Regions from separate parts of the Sus scrofa genome. Here region 2 is linked to region 1. Evidence: chromatin contacts called from public HiChIP or PLAC-seq data. All regions are on one chromosome and are shown on one strand. Each heading gives the region's core, a stretch centred on a gene start, on an enhancer-like site or on the middle of the called end of the contact. The rest is flanking DNA. Distances are from core to core; before and after follow the strand shown.

The links. HiChIP or PLAC-seq counts read pairs in DNA pulled down with a chosen protein or histone mark.
Region 2: an H3K27ac HiChIP or PLAC-seq map of skeletal muscle shows a contact between it and region 1. The contact joins the promoter of FOXJ1 here to the promoter of RNF157 in region 1. A contact is called at or near these places in 1 of 5 promoter capture datasets (liver), 2 of 47 Hi-C or Micro-C datasets (embryonic fibroblasts and psoas muscle) and 1 of 2 datasets of contacts at active chromatin or transcription factors (skeletal muscle).

What each region holds. Positions count from the first base shown.
Region 1 is chr12:5,223,974-5,227,666 of Sscrofa11.1, reverse strand. RNF157 (RING finger protein 157) reads right to left here and starts at 1,689. Exons shown (of 19, transcript XM_003357958.4): 1 at 1,441-1,689. The coding sequence starts at 1,528.
Region 2 is chr12:5,305,351-5,309,043 of Sscrofa11.1, reverse strand. It overlaps FOXJ1 (forkhead box protein J1), which reads right to left and starts at 1,674. Exons shown (of 3, transcript XM_003357959.4): 1 at 1,533-1,674; 2 at 330-989. The coding sequence starts at 827. It overlaps RNF157 (RING finger protein 157), which reads right to left. Exons shown (of 19, transcript XM_003357958.4): 19 at 2,847-3,693. It overlaps LOC106507954 (a long non-coding RNA gene), which reads left to right and starts at 1,736. Exons shown (of 2, transcript XR_001304381.2): 1 at 1,736-1,821; 2 at 2,235-2,857.

The DNA.
Region 1 (3,693 bases), core at 440-2,939:
TCAACCGGCGTTTTATTAAAACACTAAGGACCCATGGCTTTATCTTGGCCTGTCCTAAAGCATATTCATCTCTGCAAGGATTCATTCTCTGGCACAAAAGCAGCGAGCAACACAGCTCCGGCCCACACCCTGCAGGGGGCAGGTTCATTGTCTGGTCCCTGCTTTCACCTGGCACAAACCGGACACACCGCTGAGAAACCAGCTCCTCTCATTAGCATGTCTTTATTCTACCGCTGCAGTTCTGATCTCTCTCCAAGATCATGAAAATCCTCCTTGGGTCCTAAGCCAAAGAGAAGATGGGAGCCATGAGTCCCCAGGAGTCTTGAGAAAAGCAATGAAAAATGAAGAGCAGAGAGTTAGGTCATGTGCCAGCAGTTCGGAATTGGCTAGTTCTTTTCTTCTCTTTTTTGTTTTTAGTTATTCTTCAATGTTTTTAACTTTTAAATTGAAGTATAATTGATTTACAATATCGTGTTAGTTTCAGGTGTACAGCAGTGGTTCGATTTTATATAGATATAATATAGATATACATATAGTTTAATAATATATGTATATATATTTTTTCCAGAATCTTTTCCCTTAAAGGTTATTACAAAATCCTGAGTCAAGTTCCCTGTACGACACAGTAAGTCCTTGATGTGATCCTCTTGTGCTGTCAAAATCCTCCCCCAGCTCCAATATTTATGCTACAAACCAGAGGCTGAGACATTTATCCCTTTAATGATTCTAAAAACAAAGAGAATCCTTCTCTACATTTTAAATAGCTGTGCCCTGTCCCAGAGCCATCCTCATTCCAAAAAGCAGGCTTGTCACTCCTCCAGCCAAGTAACAACCCGAGTGACTCTGCTACGTAGAGCCCCCAATATTTCTGTTCGACACCCTTGTTCTTCCGACAGCCTCTCGAAAAGCATCAGCACCACGGAAAAGGCATTTTCGGCCTCCACCCTCCAGCAGGCAGTGGCAGCTTTCCCTGGAGAAACCTCATTCAAACCTGCGCCTGTCCCTCCCTCACCGGAGGCCTGGATGTGCTGACCTGTGCCAGCACCCAGCACAGGTGCCTGCTTCGGACGCCGAGCCCGCCTCCCCCAACCCGCAGCCCCCCGAGGGGAACGGGGACCCGGGCGGGAAGGAGCGGACTCCGTGCTGCGGACGGCGGGGACCTGGCCTGCAACGAGGCACCCCGCCCCTCGGGAGCCGCAGTCTCCCCAGCGCACGTCTCTGTCACAGGACGCATTGCGTCCGGGCCGCCCGCGTCCCCCGGCGGAGGGGCTGCCCACCCTCGCGACCGCCCCGGGCCCTAAAGCACCGCTCCAGGCCTCCTGCTAGACATCCCACCCTCCAAGATCGCACTGCAGCGCCGTCGGCCCCTGGGCCCGCCGGCCCCCCGGCGTCCCGGTGCGGGAGCCTCGCGACCTCCTCCCAGCCCCGGGCCGCGCTCACCGGACTTGGGCGGGTAGCGGTACACGGAATTGGACGGGATGTCCACCTCCTCGACGCCCGCGTGCTGCCGGCTGGTCAGGGCCCCCATGGCCGCTGCGCCCGCGCCGCCCGCGCCTCACCGCGGCCGCTTGCCCCGCGCCGGCTGCGGGGGTCGGCTGCCCGCCGCGGCCCGCTCGGCCTCGGCGCTGCGGCTCTGGCGGCGGGGAGCCCCCGGCGCGCCGCGCACCATCCTCCGCCGGGCCCCGCGGCGGCGCCTGTGCCGAGGGGGGCTGCGGGCTGGGCCGGGGGCGCCGCCGCCGCCTCAGGCCGCGTGATGTCAGCGGCGGCTCGCGCGCGGGGACCGCGGCGGCCACGGCCAATGGCGGGGCGGGGCGGGAGGGTCCGCGCGGCGCCAGCCAATGGGCGGCGGGACGCGGCGGAGCGGCGGCCGGGCGCGCGGCGAGGGCTGGAGGGGCCGAGGACGCGGCGCCCCCGGAGCCCGCTGGCGCGGTTCCGGCGGCCTCGCGGGAGCCGCCTCCTCGAGGGGCGTTCGCGCACCCTGGTCCCCAGCATCCGAAAGGCGCACGCGGCTTCCCCGCCTGGCGGAGGCTCTCTCCAGCCCCGTCCCTCGACATGTGCCAAAGCCGATGGTCACAAACCCGCAGAGGGGCGCCCTCCGCCTCCCAGGCGGGCAGTGGGGGTGGGTTCCCGCCCCGAGCGCCTCAGCCCCTCAGGGGCTCCCAGGGGTCGGGTAGACTGGTCAGTGCCGGTGACCCTCCAGGAAAACGTCGCCATCCCTCTCACCTAGTTCCTTTCAAGGCGCCGAGCTCTATGCTTGTTCTGTTTACGGGTCCCTTGGGCAGCTCCTGTAACCCTGAAGTTGGGAGACCATCGGCCCAAGAGGAGAAGGAGACAAGGCCCCTCGGACCGCACCTTTGGGAAACTTTGGGAAGAAGGGCGTTAATGCAGGGGAACTGGAGTGGGGCCAGAGCACACCAACCGTGGAACACCTGGGCAGGCAGAAGACCTCATTCTAAACCTAATTGCAGACATTTGTGTTTTAAACCCTTTATGCTATTTCTGTTTTGGCGGGCTTTTTCCTGAGAGAGTAAACTGATCTGCGAAAACTTCAATTTCAAGAACGTGGTTTCAGCAACCTTTCAGCAAGGGGTTCCAAGTACAGTTTGGGGAGTCAAGGTCCCTTGATTAAGCTTTTAAAGCCATCCATAGAGCATCTTTCCTGATGATTCTCTGTGTTTTTCTTGTTTTTAACAGCCGCACCTGTGGCATATTTGAGTTCCCGGCCTAGGGGTCAAATAGGAGCTGCAGCTGAGGTCTATGCCAAGGCCAAGGCAACTCTAGATCCTTAACCCACTGAGCGAGGCCAGGGGTCAAACCTGCATCCTCACATCGGCAACAATGGGTCCTTAACCCCCTGAGCCACAAAGGAAACTCCCTTTCATATTTTTCATTGCCCTCTTTTCAGCTTCATACCTAGTAGCAAAGATACCAACTCCCATGGAGTTCCCATTGTGGTTCAGTAGTAAAAACTAGTATCCACAGGATACAGGTTCAATCCCTGGCCTCGCTCAGTGGGTTAAGGATCTGGTGTTGCCCCAAGCTGCAGCACAGGTCGCAGATGTGGCTCGGATCTGGTGTGGCTGTAGCTGTGGCTATGATTTAACCCCTAGCTTGGGAACTTCCATATACCCTGGGTGTGGCCCTAAACACACACACACACACACACACACACACACACACACACACACACACACACACACAGAAACCAGCTCCAGTTGCCATGGTTTTTCTCCAAGTTCCCCAGGGTGGCAGGAACACATGTCTGTCATTTTTATCAACTGACAGGCTGACTCAGGCCTAAGCCACAGGGTAAGTTCCTGGCCCAGACAGACCTATGTGCAGCCTCTCTCAAACCCCAGGGCTCCCTGGCGGAGCTCAGAGCCCTCCCTCTAGCCCTTGACCCTAACCACTAGAAGGCTCTTGGACATACCTTTGGAAGGGAACTGATGCCCTGCTTTCACCATACCCAGACCCTACAGTGTAATTACTTGGTAAAGATAAAATACAAGCCATGAAGAATCTAGAGCCGCCTCAGAGTAAAAGGCCTTATAATCTTAGACTCTGTTCAGAAGTCTAAGACTCTTCTAAGAAGTCAGAATCTTCGCCTCTGTTTGTCCTTCCTGCCCTCAGCATTGGGTAAAGGGGACACCATCCCCTGAAAGGGTTTACCCGTGTCTGCAGGTTTCTTTGTCC
Region 2 (3,693 bases), core at 425-2,924, 81 kb before region 1:
AGTCCCTCAGCCTCCCCTGTCCACCCACAGTTCATCCCTGGTCTTTGGGCTGGGCCTGCTGGTTGAGTGACAAGTTCTTCCACGTGAACCTCAAGGGCAGGCACCCCTAAAGCCCTCGGAACACCCTCCCTCCTCCTTCTCTGAAGTCAAAGAGGGGGCAGTTCCAAGCACTGGGCTCCCTGGAGGTCTTTCCTCGACGGCCTTTCTCCCTCCGGGCCCTGGCTGCACCCCGCCTACTTGGCCTGCGGATCTGGGATGTGAGTTCAGCCCTTGCAAGCGCGAGCACGAGCACGGGGGGGGGGGGGGGGGGGAGGGAGGGCCTCCCCTACCTGCCAGGTGGGATCAGCGTGGCGGAAGTAGCAGAAGTTGTCCGTGATCCACTTGTAGATGGCCGACAGGGTGATCTTGGTGGCCTTGCTGGCCTGCATGGCCATGCAGATGAGCGTGGCATAGGAGTAGGGCGGCTTCACATGCGGGTTGGTGGCGTAGTCCACGTCGTCGGGAGGCGGGGCCTGCAGCCCCGGGGGCGCGCTCCGGGACGTGCACGACGACGTGGGCTTGCCTGGCGTGTGTGGCTGCCCCAGGCAGGCGGGGTCGGCTGCCAGGGGAGACCCCGGCGCGGCCGAGCCTGGCACCTGGTGGTAGCCGTGGGGGTCGGTGCCCCCAGAGGGCAGGGCGGGGGCCTTGGCGTTGAGAATGGAGAATTCCTGCAGCCACTGCAGGCTGGTCAGGCTGTCATCCAGGGCATCGGGCTCCTCTAGGCCGCCCTCCGGCCCGGCTTCCTCCGCAGCCCCTGCTCCCGAGAGGCGTAGCCAGCTCTCCGCCATATCTGCGGGGACTCTCTGAGGGGGCGGTCAACATCCACGAGCTGAGCCGAGGGTGGCGCTCTCCGGCCCGCTGACTCCCGCGGCTCCAGTTACACAGGCTCCCGGAAGCGCGCTTCCATCCCACGACCCCGGGGGTCGCCTCCTCCGAGTCGAATGTGGTGTCTGCGGGGACCAAAACGGGAACTGAGCCCTCTTCCCCCACCCCGGAGGGGAGAGTGCGTGCGAGGCGGGAGGCGCCTCCAAAATCGATCCCGCAGCTGGTCTGGGAAACAGAAGCAGTGCCCAGGGGCCCGACCTCCACAGGGTCCACCTGTCTCTTTCCCTCTTTGATGTTTTAGAGGAGTCTTCATTAGCCTAACGAGGGAAGAGTGTAGGGGCATCCAAGGCTATTCCCTAATCCCCGAGAGCGCGAAATTAAACCCCCCTCCCTCCACAACAAGTGGAAATAGGGCGAGAGAGCCCAGGAGGGCGGTATGAGACCAGGCGGGGGGCGGGGGAGGTCGTCTGATCTTTGAAAAGGAATATTAGGCTCAAGGGGAAGGAAGAGACAAGGACCAAGAGTTACAGAGGGGTAGGAAGTGAGTGTCCCCTAAACTCCACTGCTGTCATTACCCAGACCCAACACTTCCGTCGGGGACGGATGGGAGAGCGGGCCTGTACCAACGCCCTCTCTTCCCGCGGCCCGCAGCCCTCCCCGTCCCTTACCTGGCTCAGAGCGCAGCTCGGGCCAAAGGAAGGTTCTGGAAGAAGGTCCTGCCACTCCCCGCGGCTCTCTGCCCCCAGCTCGAGGACCCTGCCAGCAACCCTCGTCGTCCCCCCCACGCCCGACGGCGCCTCTCTGAACGCCAGCGGCCCCGGGACCGGTATTAAGTAGTCGCTCAGAAGGCTTCTACTGCTGCCATGGCGACGCTCCGCCCCCATAAACAGCTTCCGCTGCTGCCATTGGTCAGCGTGTCTCCAAGGAAACCGCGGGCTCCTGCCACTCTCTCTGGCGGTAATTCTCTTCGAACTCCCTCCTTCTGCCGCCCTCTCCCGCGCCACCCAGCCCCCTACCCGCCACCGCGTCCCGGCTCCGTGCGTTCCCGCCCGAGGACCCGCGCAGGGCTCGGAGAGGCGCGTGGCTCGGCGCTTCCGCCGAGGCCCCGGGCCCTTCGGCGTGCGGTTCGTCGCGGGCCCCGCGCTCCCGCCCCACCCCACCCCACCCCTTACGGTCTGAGCAGCTCCGAGGTGTCGACGACGGCTCCTGGGAAGCAGCCCCGGGCTCTGGGGCAAAAGCTGGGAGCCGGCTCAGGCTCGGGAACCATGTGCTTGGGGTTTTCCTCTCCTCTGGGCTGCGAGTGGCACTTCCTCGCGTTTCTGCGGCCCGTCACTCACTCCTGACACTGAGCGTCTTCTTGGTGCCCGCAGGCAGGTCTGACTCTCCGATGCCACCTGCTGCTCAGGTCTGCAGAACCCCAGCACCGGTCGCAGTCACCCCAGTGCGGGTAGGGTAATCCAGTGTTTCCCGGTAAGCCCCCACTCTCTGCCCTGTTCTCAGCAAGATGCCTGGAAGCTGACGTTCCAGAGGCTTCTTCGGAAATGCTCCCCCTCCTTTCCAGATAGCCCAGGAATCAGAGGTGGCGGGTGAAACTCAGAAAAGTCATGAACTTGCCTAACTCTCCTACCGAGATCCTTTGCCCCGTTAATTTTACCCGCCTTTATGTGACAGGGACTAACAGAGGACTGTGGCCCTCCCCCCCCTTCCCCTTCCCCAAGCCTCCCTCCAGTCACCAGCTTTCCTGCTCTTCAATTATTGACAAGCTGCAGTGTTGGAAGTTCTCGGGTTTAAAGACGGGGTGGGGGCGGGGTGGGGGCTCCTTATCCGCCCTCTGAGCAGGAGCTGTGCCCAGGGAATGGTACCTCAACTCCCACCCCAAAACGTCTTTCCCTCCTCCTTGCCGCCCCCCCACCCCAGCTTCTCCTGAGTGAAAACATTAAAAAGTGCTGGAGGAAGTTGGACAGAAACTTTCACAAGCCAGCTGCACAGTTAACAGCTCTCCTTCCCTTGTAAACAGCTTTATTCGTTGTTAAGAATCATGCAGCAATCCATACATATTGCATCCTTGACGTCCCCACTCTAGCGCGCCCAGGAGCCTACTCCAGGGAGTGTGGGGTACGGAGACGGCACACCAGTCCACACACACTTACACACACTAGGTGTGCAGGTCCTAGAGCAGGGAGCAACCAGCATGCTGAGGTGGGCAGGACACGAACTCCTCCCCAGGTGAGCTGGCCTAAAGTGTGTGGGTCTGTGCCCAGGAGATGCCCCAGTGAGGGCATGACCTCCGGTGGGAGGGGCTGGCAGGGGAAGGCAAAGGGGCTCTGCGAGGAGGCCGGGATCGCCACCCCACATGGAGGTGAGCTCAGACCTGAGCGTGGCAGGCAGGAGCCCCAGGCCTCCCATAGTCTGTGCCCTCATATGAGAAGCCGGGCCCTGTCGCGTTCTCTCTGGGTTACCTGCCTACACATGACTGTCCCCAGATGGTGGGTGGGGCAGATGCCCTGTTCCCTGATCAGGCTGAGGACCAGCCCCTTTGGATGGGACCTTTCTGCTTGCCAGGGAGCTAAACGGGAAGAGGTGGGGATGGGGAGGGGAGAGCAGGGGCCGTCTGATGAGGAGCCAGAGGCCGCTTCTGACCCCGGTGTGTCTTGGTTATGGAACCGAGGCCTCGGGGAATCTGCGCCTCTTCGTGGGAGCAGACAGACGCTCCAGAAGAGGTGAAGGCAGTGACTTCGGGCTCCTGGCCCCGTGGCTGCTGCTGACCTGCATCTGCTTCATCTCAGGTGACACCACACGGCGAGCCCTGCCTCCTCTCCCGGCAGGCCT